Linked DNA regions of Mus musculus: region 1 is linked to region 2. Evidence: chromatin contacts called from public HiChIP or PLAC-seq data. All regions are on one chromosome and are shown on one strand. The core of a region is the stretch at or near the end of the contact, and the rest is flanking DNA. Distances in the headings are between cores, read along the strand shown. Region 1 holds the start of 2210011K15Rik (a long non-coding RNA gene). Region 2 has its middle 14 kb from the start of En1.

The links. HiChIP or PLAC-seq counts read pairs in DNA pulled down with a chosen protein or histone mark.
Region 1: a contact with region 2 is called in a FOXA1 HiChIP or PLAC-seq map of pancreatic cancer cells. The contact joins the promoter of 2210011K15Rik here to the enhancer-like site in region 2. A contact is called at or near these places in 3 of 39 promoter capture datasets (the 3T3-L1 cell line, HPC-7-derived erythroid cells and trophoblast stem cells), 1 of 484 Hi-C or Micro-C datasets (bone marrow-derived macrophages) and 8 of 115 datasets of contacts at active chromatin or transcription factors (craniofacial prominence, embryonic basal ganglia, embryonic hindbrain and 5 more).

Annotation. Positions count from the first base shown.
Region 1 is chr1:121,357,696-121,362,340 of GRCm38.p6, reverse strand. 2210011K15Rik (a long non-coding RNA gene) reads left to right here and starts at 2,270. Exons shown (of 3, transcript XR_003947976.1): 1 at 2,270-2,319; 2 at 2,424-2,529.
Region 2 is chr1:120,586,058-120,590,696 of GRCm38.p6, reverse strand. No RefSeq gene overlaps it. Among named protein-coding and RNA genes, the nearest start is that of En1, 14 kb to the left of the region's middle. Within about 2 kb of position 2,191, at least 12 of the 459 cell types and tissues checked have an H3K27ac peak or open chromatin away from gene starts, as enhancers often do. A contact at or near this core is called in pancreatic cancer cells, where this site is marked.

The sequences.
Region 1 (4,645 bases), core at 1,021-3,520, 770 kb before region 2:
AGAGAGCTCAAGAAATGGCACAAAAAGATTTATATAAAGGCAGAGACCCACTCATTCACACATTCAGAAATCCCATGAAAAGACTAAACTGGAAGCCATGATATTCTTTAAAAAAGTTTAGGGTATCAAGGGAAAATAAAAATTAAAAAAAATTAAGATTAAAATAAAAAAGCCTTGACATGAGATTATGACATAAGGAACCTCCAAAGATGCCACAAAATTTATTTTCTGTTGGCCATTTACTTCTGGGCATGTAGCCTACCTTAAAAGTAGTTTGTTTTCTGAGGGAGACTCCCTTGGGGAAACTAAATTTTTACTTGCAAGTGGTTATCAGTTGGAGGAGATCGATTCTAGGTTAGATATGGGGACATGTGTTTACTTCTATCAGATCTATGGACTCATCTGGTGTAGACCGGTGCAGGCCCTGTGCACGTGAGTTCATAGCCAGATATGGGGTGACTTAGAGGGCTTTGGTTTTTCTTCCTCCTCCTCCTCCTCCTCCTCCTCCTCCTCCTCCTCCTCCTCCTCCTCCTCCTCCTCCTCCTCCTCCTCCTCCTCCTCCTCCTCTTCTTCTTCTTCTTCTTCTTCTTCTTCTTCTTCTTCTTCTTCTTTTGGTTTTTCGAGACAGGGTTTCTCTGCATAGCCCTGGCTGTCCTGGAACTCATTCTGTAGACCAGACTGGCCTCAAACTCAGAAATCTGCCTCCTCTGCCTCCCGAGTGCTGGGATTAAAGGTGTGTCCCACCACGCCCAGCTTTTACTTTGGTTCCTCTAATTCTCCATCCCCTGTGGCTGTTACAGACTTTCTACCACCTCTTCTGAGGGGCTCCCTGAATACTGAGGGGAGGGATTTGATGGAGACATCCCATTTAGGGCTGAGCATTCAAAGGTCTCTTCCTCTCTGCACATTGTCTGGCTGTGACAATGTTCCCATTTGTTATATTTGTTATATTCCTTATATTTGTTATATTGACATTGTTATGTTTGTTCCCATCTGCTGCAGAAGAAAGCTTCTCTGGTGATGACTGAGTGCAATTGTGCTTTTAATCTGAGGCAAATCTGCTGGTGTTCTCAACAGAGCAGCCGTAGGCATGTTCCTGCTGGCGATTTAGATGGGATCTTTTCCCTACTTGTTGTTTTTGGACTTTGTGTTCTATCCCCAAGGGATATTTACACTACATTTGGCATAAAATTCATACTACAGCTTTATGTTTTATAGTATGAAAAAGAAAGCTTTGGAGATTATTATGATGTAGTTATTTCTTTTGAGCATCACATGGTTATAGTCCTCATAGAGACAAGATTGCTATAGGAACTACAGGGGACCTTGCTCTGCTTCCAGTCTAGACAGGGGAATAAGAAAGACAATAAACATGCAGATAGCTAGAGCATAGTCATGTGCTGAGACTAGCAACATTCACTCATGGTTCATAGGTGGAGGAGAGAGGGTTCCTAGACTTTCATCCAAGATCCTACCCACCACCCTCACCTGTCACCTGGTCTGGGAGAAGCAATAGAGTATATAGGAAGTAAAAGGGAGATGGGGAGAGGAACTCCAGAGATGCTATTGCCATGCGTCATCCCTCCTGCTCCTGTCAGCAGCCTCTGACTCACGGATTCACCAGGAGTGAGCTCATTGGCTCATCAGGCTGGGCTGATACGAAATTGTGTCTGTGGTCTGTTATTCCCCTGCCAGGGGTGAATGTCCCTCACGGAGATTCTTAGCATTAAGAACATCACTAAGAGTACAGACAGCTTTGCACACAAGTCAATAGTGTGTGCGTATGACTGTGTGTGTGTGTGAGTGTGTGAGTGTGTGCATGTGTGTGTGTGTGAGTGTGTGTGAGAGTGAGTGTGTGTGTGTGTGTATGAGTGTGTGTGTGTGCATGTGTGTGAGTCTGAGTCTTAAGGTGGAAGTTTATAAGCCAAGCCTTCCTGATGGTTTTCTCTGCCTGGGTCTTGCATGTGGATGGATACACACTCCCTCAGCTTCATTCTCTGGCTATTTACTGCCTCTACCTCCATTATGGACTCTCCCAATGGGACTGTAAGCCAAAATACGCACTTTTTTACTCCTATAAAGTTACTCTGATCATGGAATTTTATTGCAGTGACAAAAAAAAAAAAAAAAAAAAAGACTGCAGAGCCCTTTCCTGCTATGGCGCCATGCCTTGCCCTGTTGCACTTACTAGACCAGCTTGCTTATATGGTTTCCGAGATAAAGAAAGTTCACCCCAGCTGGTTTTGCAGAACTCCCAACACTCCTGTATCATGGAGGCCGAACCATGACAATGCCTGGCAGAGTCCAAAGACGATGAGTGTTGGTAGCTTCCTCGCATCTGATTTCTAAGTCTGTAAATTCACATCTGAGATAAAAGAAATGCAAGGGCCTAACTCCCGAGCTCTGGGTTTGCTTTCCTCTAGGGTGTGGCTCCAATGCCAGAAGCTGAAGGGCTGAGGAGACTGCTCATCCAGTAGAGGTGCTGGCTGCCGGGCCGGTGGACCGAGCTTGATCCTTGGGACCTAGATGGTAAGTGAGAGCACTGACTCTGACATAATGTCGTTGGACGGTCACACACAGTATGGAACCTCTGCATTCCCCTACAATGAAATCAGTAAATGTTAACTGTTCTTCAGACGTAAGAAGACGAGCCTTAGACGTGATATTTTCATCAGCACGATCTAACGCGAACGATTGAAGGCTGAGACTTGTGCTGGTCATTCTGCTCGCCTCTGCAGCCACACCCAACCAGAAGCAACTCCGAGGAGCAGTGGCAGCAGAAGGGGTGGCAGGGGCAGCAGGGGCAGCAGGGGCAGGAGGGGAAGATGGAGGGGCAGCAAGGGCGGGAGGGGCAGGAGTAGCAGGAGTGGCAGCAGGGGCAGGAGGGGCAGCAAGGGCAGGAGGATCAGGAGGTGCAGGAGGGGCAGGAGGGGCATCAGGGGCTGGAGGGGCAGCAAGGGCAGGAGGGGCAGAAGGGGCAGCAGGGGTGGGAGGGGCATCAGGGGCATCAGGGGCAACAGGGGCAGCAGGAGGGGCAACAAGGGCGGGAGGGGCAGCAGGGGCAGGAGGGGCAGGAGGGGCAGGAGGGGCAGCAGGTGCGGGAGGGACGGGAGGGACAGCAAGGGCAGCAAGGGCGGGAGGGGCAGGAGGGGCAGCAGGGGCAGCAGTTGCGGGAGGGGCAGCAGGGGCAGGAGGGGCAGGAGGGGCAGCAAGGGCAGCAAGGGCGGGAGGGGCAGGAGGGGCAGCAGGGGCAGGAGGGACAGGAGGGGCAGCTGGGGCAGGAGGGACAGGAGGGGCAGCAGGGGCAGGAGGGACAGGAGGGGCAGCTGGGGCAGCAGGGGCAGGAGGGGCAGCAAGGGCAGCAAGGGCGGGAGGGGCAGGAGGGGCAGGAGGGACAGCAGGGGCGGGAGGGGCAGCAGGGGGGCAGCAGGGGCAGGAGGGGCAACAAGGGCGGGAGGGGCAGCAGGGGCAGGAGGGGCAGGAGGGGCAGGAGGGGCAGCAGGTGCGGGAGGGACGGGAGGGACAGCAAGGGCAGCAAGGGCGGGAGGGGCAGGAGGGGCAGCAGGGGCAGCAGTTGCGGGAGGGGCAGCAGGGGCAGGAGGGGCAGGAGGGGCAGCAAGGGCAGCAAGGGCGGGAGGGGCAGGAGGGGCAGCAGGGGCAGGAGGGACAGGAGGGGCAGCTGGGGCAGCAGGGGCAGGAGGGGCAGCAAGGGCAGCAAAGGCGGGAGGGGCAGGAGGGGAAGGAGGGACAGCAGGGGCGGAAGGGGCAGCAGGAGGGGCAGCAGGAGGGGCAGCAGGGGCGGGAGGGAAAGCAAGGGCGGGAGGGGCAGGAGGGGAAGCAGGGGCAGGAGGGGCAGCAGGGGCAGGAGGTGCAACAGGGGCAGGAGGGACAGCAAGGGCGGGAGGGGCAGGAGGGGCAGCAGGGGCGGGAGGGGCAGGAGGGGCAGGATGGGCAGGATGGGCAAGAGTGTCAGCAAGGGCAGGAGGGACAGAAGGAGGGGCAGCAGGGGCAGCAGGAGGAGCTGGCCACACTGCATCTTTACTGGGTTTCTAGGAAGTGGTCCTTGGCTATAAAACCTTCAAGCCTGTGCTGGAGAGATTGCTTCATTGATACAGAACTTTTCTAGTAAGTATGAAGACCTGAATTCAAAGTTCAGATACTCAGCATTCACAGATATACACACAGACATCTGTCTCTGTCTCTGTCTCTGTCTCTCTCTCTCTCTCTCTCTCTCTCTCTCTCTCTGTGTGTGTGTGTGTGTGTGTGCCCCTGCAGAGGCATGCATCAGTAACCTCACTATGTTTCCAGGGAAAAGGTCAAGCAGAGACTGATGGATCCCTGGAGATCACTGGCCAACCACACATGCAAACAGGGTATCTTTGGTTCTAGTAAAGAACATCGTCTCAAAAACAAAATTAAAACACACGAACCTAGAAAATCACTGGGCAATAGATAATGATAGTGGAAGACACCTAGCATCTCTGCTCTCCAGAAAATGAATGCACCTGAAAGCCTGCCCTTACCGACCAACTCACTCCAGTTAACTCTAGCTTCTAAAGAGCCCAAGGCCTTTCCAAACAGGGACTCCATCAGGGGATCACATTCCAAACACAAGAGCTTACCACCAACACTTTATATTTAAACC
Region 2 (4,639 bases), core at 942-3,441:
GTGAGCCCTGACTGATTCCCCAGCCCCTGTGGTTTGGGGTTCAGATACTACTTGCCTCCAATTTTGTGTATCCTTGACCTGTTGTTTGGGATCCTGGGTCCTTGTGCAAATTTGGGTTTTCAGATAATCCCACTTTTCGATCTTCCCTCTAAGAAGGTCAAGTCAAGTTGCTGGCAAGCCAAAAGGGCATGGGCTTTAGGCTTTCTTCAGCCTTGAGCCCTGCCCTTCCCTTCCCTCCTTCCCTTCCCTTCCCTTCCCTTCCCTTCCCTTCCCTTCCCTTCCCTTCCCTTCCCTTCCCTTCCCTTCCCTTCCCTTCCCTCCCCTCCCCTCCCCTCCCCTCCCCTCCCCTCCCCTCCCCTCCCCTCCCCTTCCCTCCCTTTCCCTCCCCTCCCCTCCCTTTCCCTCCCCTCCCTTTCCCTCCCCTCCCCTTCCCTCCCCTCCCCTTCCTGCCTCTACCTCACCAGGATGCAATGACTTGATTGAAGGGCTCTGGGGAGACAGGGAGGAGGCTCCTTCCTACCCTGACCTCTGAACTCCTCTCAGCTTCTCTGAGGTGTGAGCAGGGCTGGGGGGAGTGGACGTGGTCTTGAAGAATGCTAGATGACAGCTTGCACAGGCAACATGGGACACTCAGGACATGGCTGCATCTGACCCCTGACCTGTGTTCTTCTGGGTACATTTTGGTGGCTTCAGTCACATTCACACCAGATCAGAGCTCTTCGAACTCCTCTCTGTTCTCACAGTGTGGGTGAGAAATTGGAGCACCCAGTTTGTAAGCTATCTCTTCAACTTCCTTCATTTCCTTCTTCTTTCTTTCTTCTTTCCACCCTCCTCTCTCTACTTCCCTCCCTCTCCCTTTCATTTCCTTTGCTTCCTTCCTTTCTTTACTTCCTTCTTTACTTTCTCCCTCCCTCCCTCCCTCCCTCCCTCCCTCCCTCCCTCCCTCCCCCCCCCTTGTTTTTGAGACAGGGTTTCACTATATAGTCCCAACTAACCAGGAATGTGTTATGTTGACCAGGCTGACCTCAAACTTATCTGGTTGGACTGCCTCAGTCTCCCAAGTGTGGGAACTAAAGCTGTGCCCCACAGTCCCTGCTTTCTTTTCGAGTTGCTGTCCCATGAAGCCCAGATTGGCTCCAAAATGTATGGAACCAAGGCTGGCCTTGAACCTTTGATCCCCCTACCTCTATCTCTTCAGCACTGGGATCACAGGTGAGCACCCCCACATATGGTTTATGCTCTGCTGAGAATGGAACCCTGAACTTCCTTCATGCCTACCATGCAAGCCCACCACTAACTGAGCTGTACCCCAGCCACTTTGACATCTAAGTATTAGGTGTTGTACAAATCGGTTTGCCCTTTACTCTCATCTTCCTTACGTTGTTTACTATACAGCTCCAACTGCCTGCAAGATGGCTATGTAGCTCAGGAGAGCCTTGACCTTGCACTTCTGCCTCTGCCTCCTGAGTGCTGGGATTTAAGCCCACACTTACTTCCTAAGATACTTGGCTTCTCTGAACTATTTTTCTTTTCCTTATAGCTTTATTTTATGTGTATGGCTGATTTGCCTGTATTTATGCCTGTGCATCACATGCACACCCAAAGGAGAATGTTGGATCCCCTAGGACTGGAGCTACAGACAGTTGGGAGTGGACCTGTGGATGCTGGGAACTGAACCCAGGTCCTCTGGAAGAGCGGCCCCTGAGCCATCTCTTTCGTCCAGTCTCCTCTCTGGAGCTTTTGATTGGAAACGCCTCTAACCACCCATCACATTTCTCTAGTTTGATGAAGTTCCAAGCCTCAAGGCTTGAGGTGATTTCCCTCCACCACCCACCCCTCCCTCTCCTCTCCTCTCTCTAGAAGCTTCTTTGCCACTGCTCGAGTGGTGGTTTGGGGCCCTGGTGCCTGCCGAAACCAATGGGGCTTTGAGGGCAGATGACTGTCATGATTCACCACAGAGGCTGGGGGGGGGGGGGTTGGGGCAGGTGGGAAATTTCCACCCAGAAATCTCTGGGCCTCTGAGGGCTAGCAGAGTAACCACCACACTTTAATGGGGCTCCTCACCCTTGGCTCACCCCAGTCTCCCTTTTTGACTTGGGGAACAATTGCAAATGCAAGTCTCCTCAGCTCAAGGCTCCCTCTTTTTTGTCTTCTCTAGTTTGTTAAGATGACTCAGCTTTTTCAGCCCTGTGTGGACACGCCCTCCTTCAAAATTGGTATAAAGGTTCCATTCCAGAAGAGTATATGCAGCTTTGAATGCAGTTTCCCAGTTTAAACCAGCTACCACTTTGCTTCAACTTGAAACAACTCCTTCAAAGTATCACTTTTTTTTGTTTTTGGACAGTCTCCTGGAGCCCAAGCTGGCCTTCTGCTGGTAACACAACAGAGAATTTCATGCACTTTAGACCACCCCCTTTTATAGGAGCCCTAGTTCTCAGTTCCTAGGTAAGTCCTGAAGCTTCCGCAGCTATTTGGGGGACTTTTCGCTCCTTCTCCTGACAGATATGTGCATGGGGCAGCTTAGAACTACCAGCAAGCCAAGTCACTCTGTAGCTGAGGGTGGCCTCGAACTTGTGACTCTCCCACCTTCCCTCTCCAAACACTGGTCTGTGCCACTACATTGGGTTTGTGTGCTGTTGAGGATGGAACTTAGGTCAGCCAGCATGTGAGGCAGGCACTGTACTGAGAAAGATGTGCCCAGCCCACGATAGTTCTCATCTGTTGTTTCTGAGGGGGAATCCAGACTCTAAGGGCCTCTCTGTCTACTTGGCAAAGCTTCACACAGAGCGCCGCAGCACAGTGAAGCATTATGTGAGAAAAAAATCTATTTTCAATAAGAGGGAAGAAAAAAAAAAAGAAACATATTTCCCTCTGATCAAGCCGTTCTGGAGGCTTCTGTTTCAGTGTGCCACCCACCCCCACCGCCGGGTTCTCCAGCTCTCAGTATAATACCAGCCGTTAAAAATGATTTCTTCTTGAATGTAGGCATTTCCACACTGTAAGCTCCTTGGCATTGGGGTGGGGCCTGGAAGCCAAAAGCATTCCGTCAGGTAATAGCGCGTTATTACGACTTCCTGGCGGAGGCGCGGGGGGGGGGGGGGGGGGGGGAAGGGCTTTAGAGGAAACTGAGTTAGCAGTCCATGCAAATCAACAAGCTGCAGACCGGGGAGACAGAGAAGATGGTAACATGTTTGCCTTGCAGGCACAAGGACCCAAGTTCCATCCTCTAGAACCCATGCAGTAAAAATGCCAGTCATGGTGGTGTGTGCTTATGATCCTCTCATGGGGCAGAGACGGCCTGATATCTGAGACTCGATGGCCAGCCCGCCTGGCAAGTTCCAGGCCAATGATAGACTGAAGAAAAACAGTGGACAGTGACTAAGAACAATAGTTGAAGCTGTCTTCTGGCCTGCACACACACACACACACACACACACACACACACACAAACACACACATACACGCACATAGAATACTTCAATGTTTTGTATATGATCACACACTAACAGAATCATATTGCATATTCAGAGTTAAATACAAGGCATTATGCAAATTAGCTCCATGTTTATTTTTATTTTCCTGAATGTGGTTGCTAGAGCCTTTACATTACATATTGAACTACCAATCCTACTATTTTTGGACACAGGGTTTTATGTAGCCCAGTTGAGCTGCCCTCAAACTTATTATGTAATAGAGGTTGACTTTGAACTTCAGATCCTTTCACTCTCCCTCCAAAGTGCTAGGCTTAAAGGCACGCACCTCCACCTCTGCTTTTGTATCCTGCTGGTAGCAGAACACAGAACTTCATGCACATTAGAGCAGTCCCCTCTTTATAGGAGCCATAGTTCTCAGTCCCTAGGTCAACCTGGATGTTTCTGCAGCTATCTGAAAGATTTACCACTAGTTTCCTTCTCTTGATAGGAATGCACATGGGCAGCTTAGAATTACAGTCACATTTTCTCCCTAATAGGAGAGTTCAGAGGAAACTGGGAACCCTAGTGGACTGACTTCCAAATAATGGTTTCTGGCGCCATCGTGTGTCCACTTTGTGATACTGCACCAATCGTTAGGCACTTGCAGGTGGTCGGGTTCTTGCAATTGTCACTATAATACATTCACTCACCCCTCGGTTCCCTTCACTTCCTTTCATCACCGCCATATTTACAACATGGAACCTGGCACACAGAAGCTGTGTGTGTGTGTATGTTTGTGTGTTCTTGCGTCTAATTCCGAATTTATTTATTTCTGAAGATGTGACATTATTCACAAATACAATCTTCATTATCATTTACTGAGGTCAGTTCCTTACATGTATTTGTTTGTTTGTTGAGGCAGGGTATCTCTGCATGGCCCTGGCTGTTCCGGAATTCACTCTGTAGACCAGGTTGGCCTTGAACTCATAGAGATTCTCCTGCCTTAACCTCCCAAGTGCTGGGATTAAAGGTGTATGCCACATGACAAGTCTTTGCATATATTTTATAGTTTGTCCTCCACAACAATCCCACAAATTATGCACTACTGTGCTTATTTGATAATACAAAATATGTCAATTATATATCCAGCTACAACTACAAGTGAGTAAATTTAGGGACATAACAATGCCAGTGTGTGGCCTGAGAGGCACTCAGCTGTTATGAGC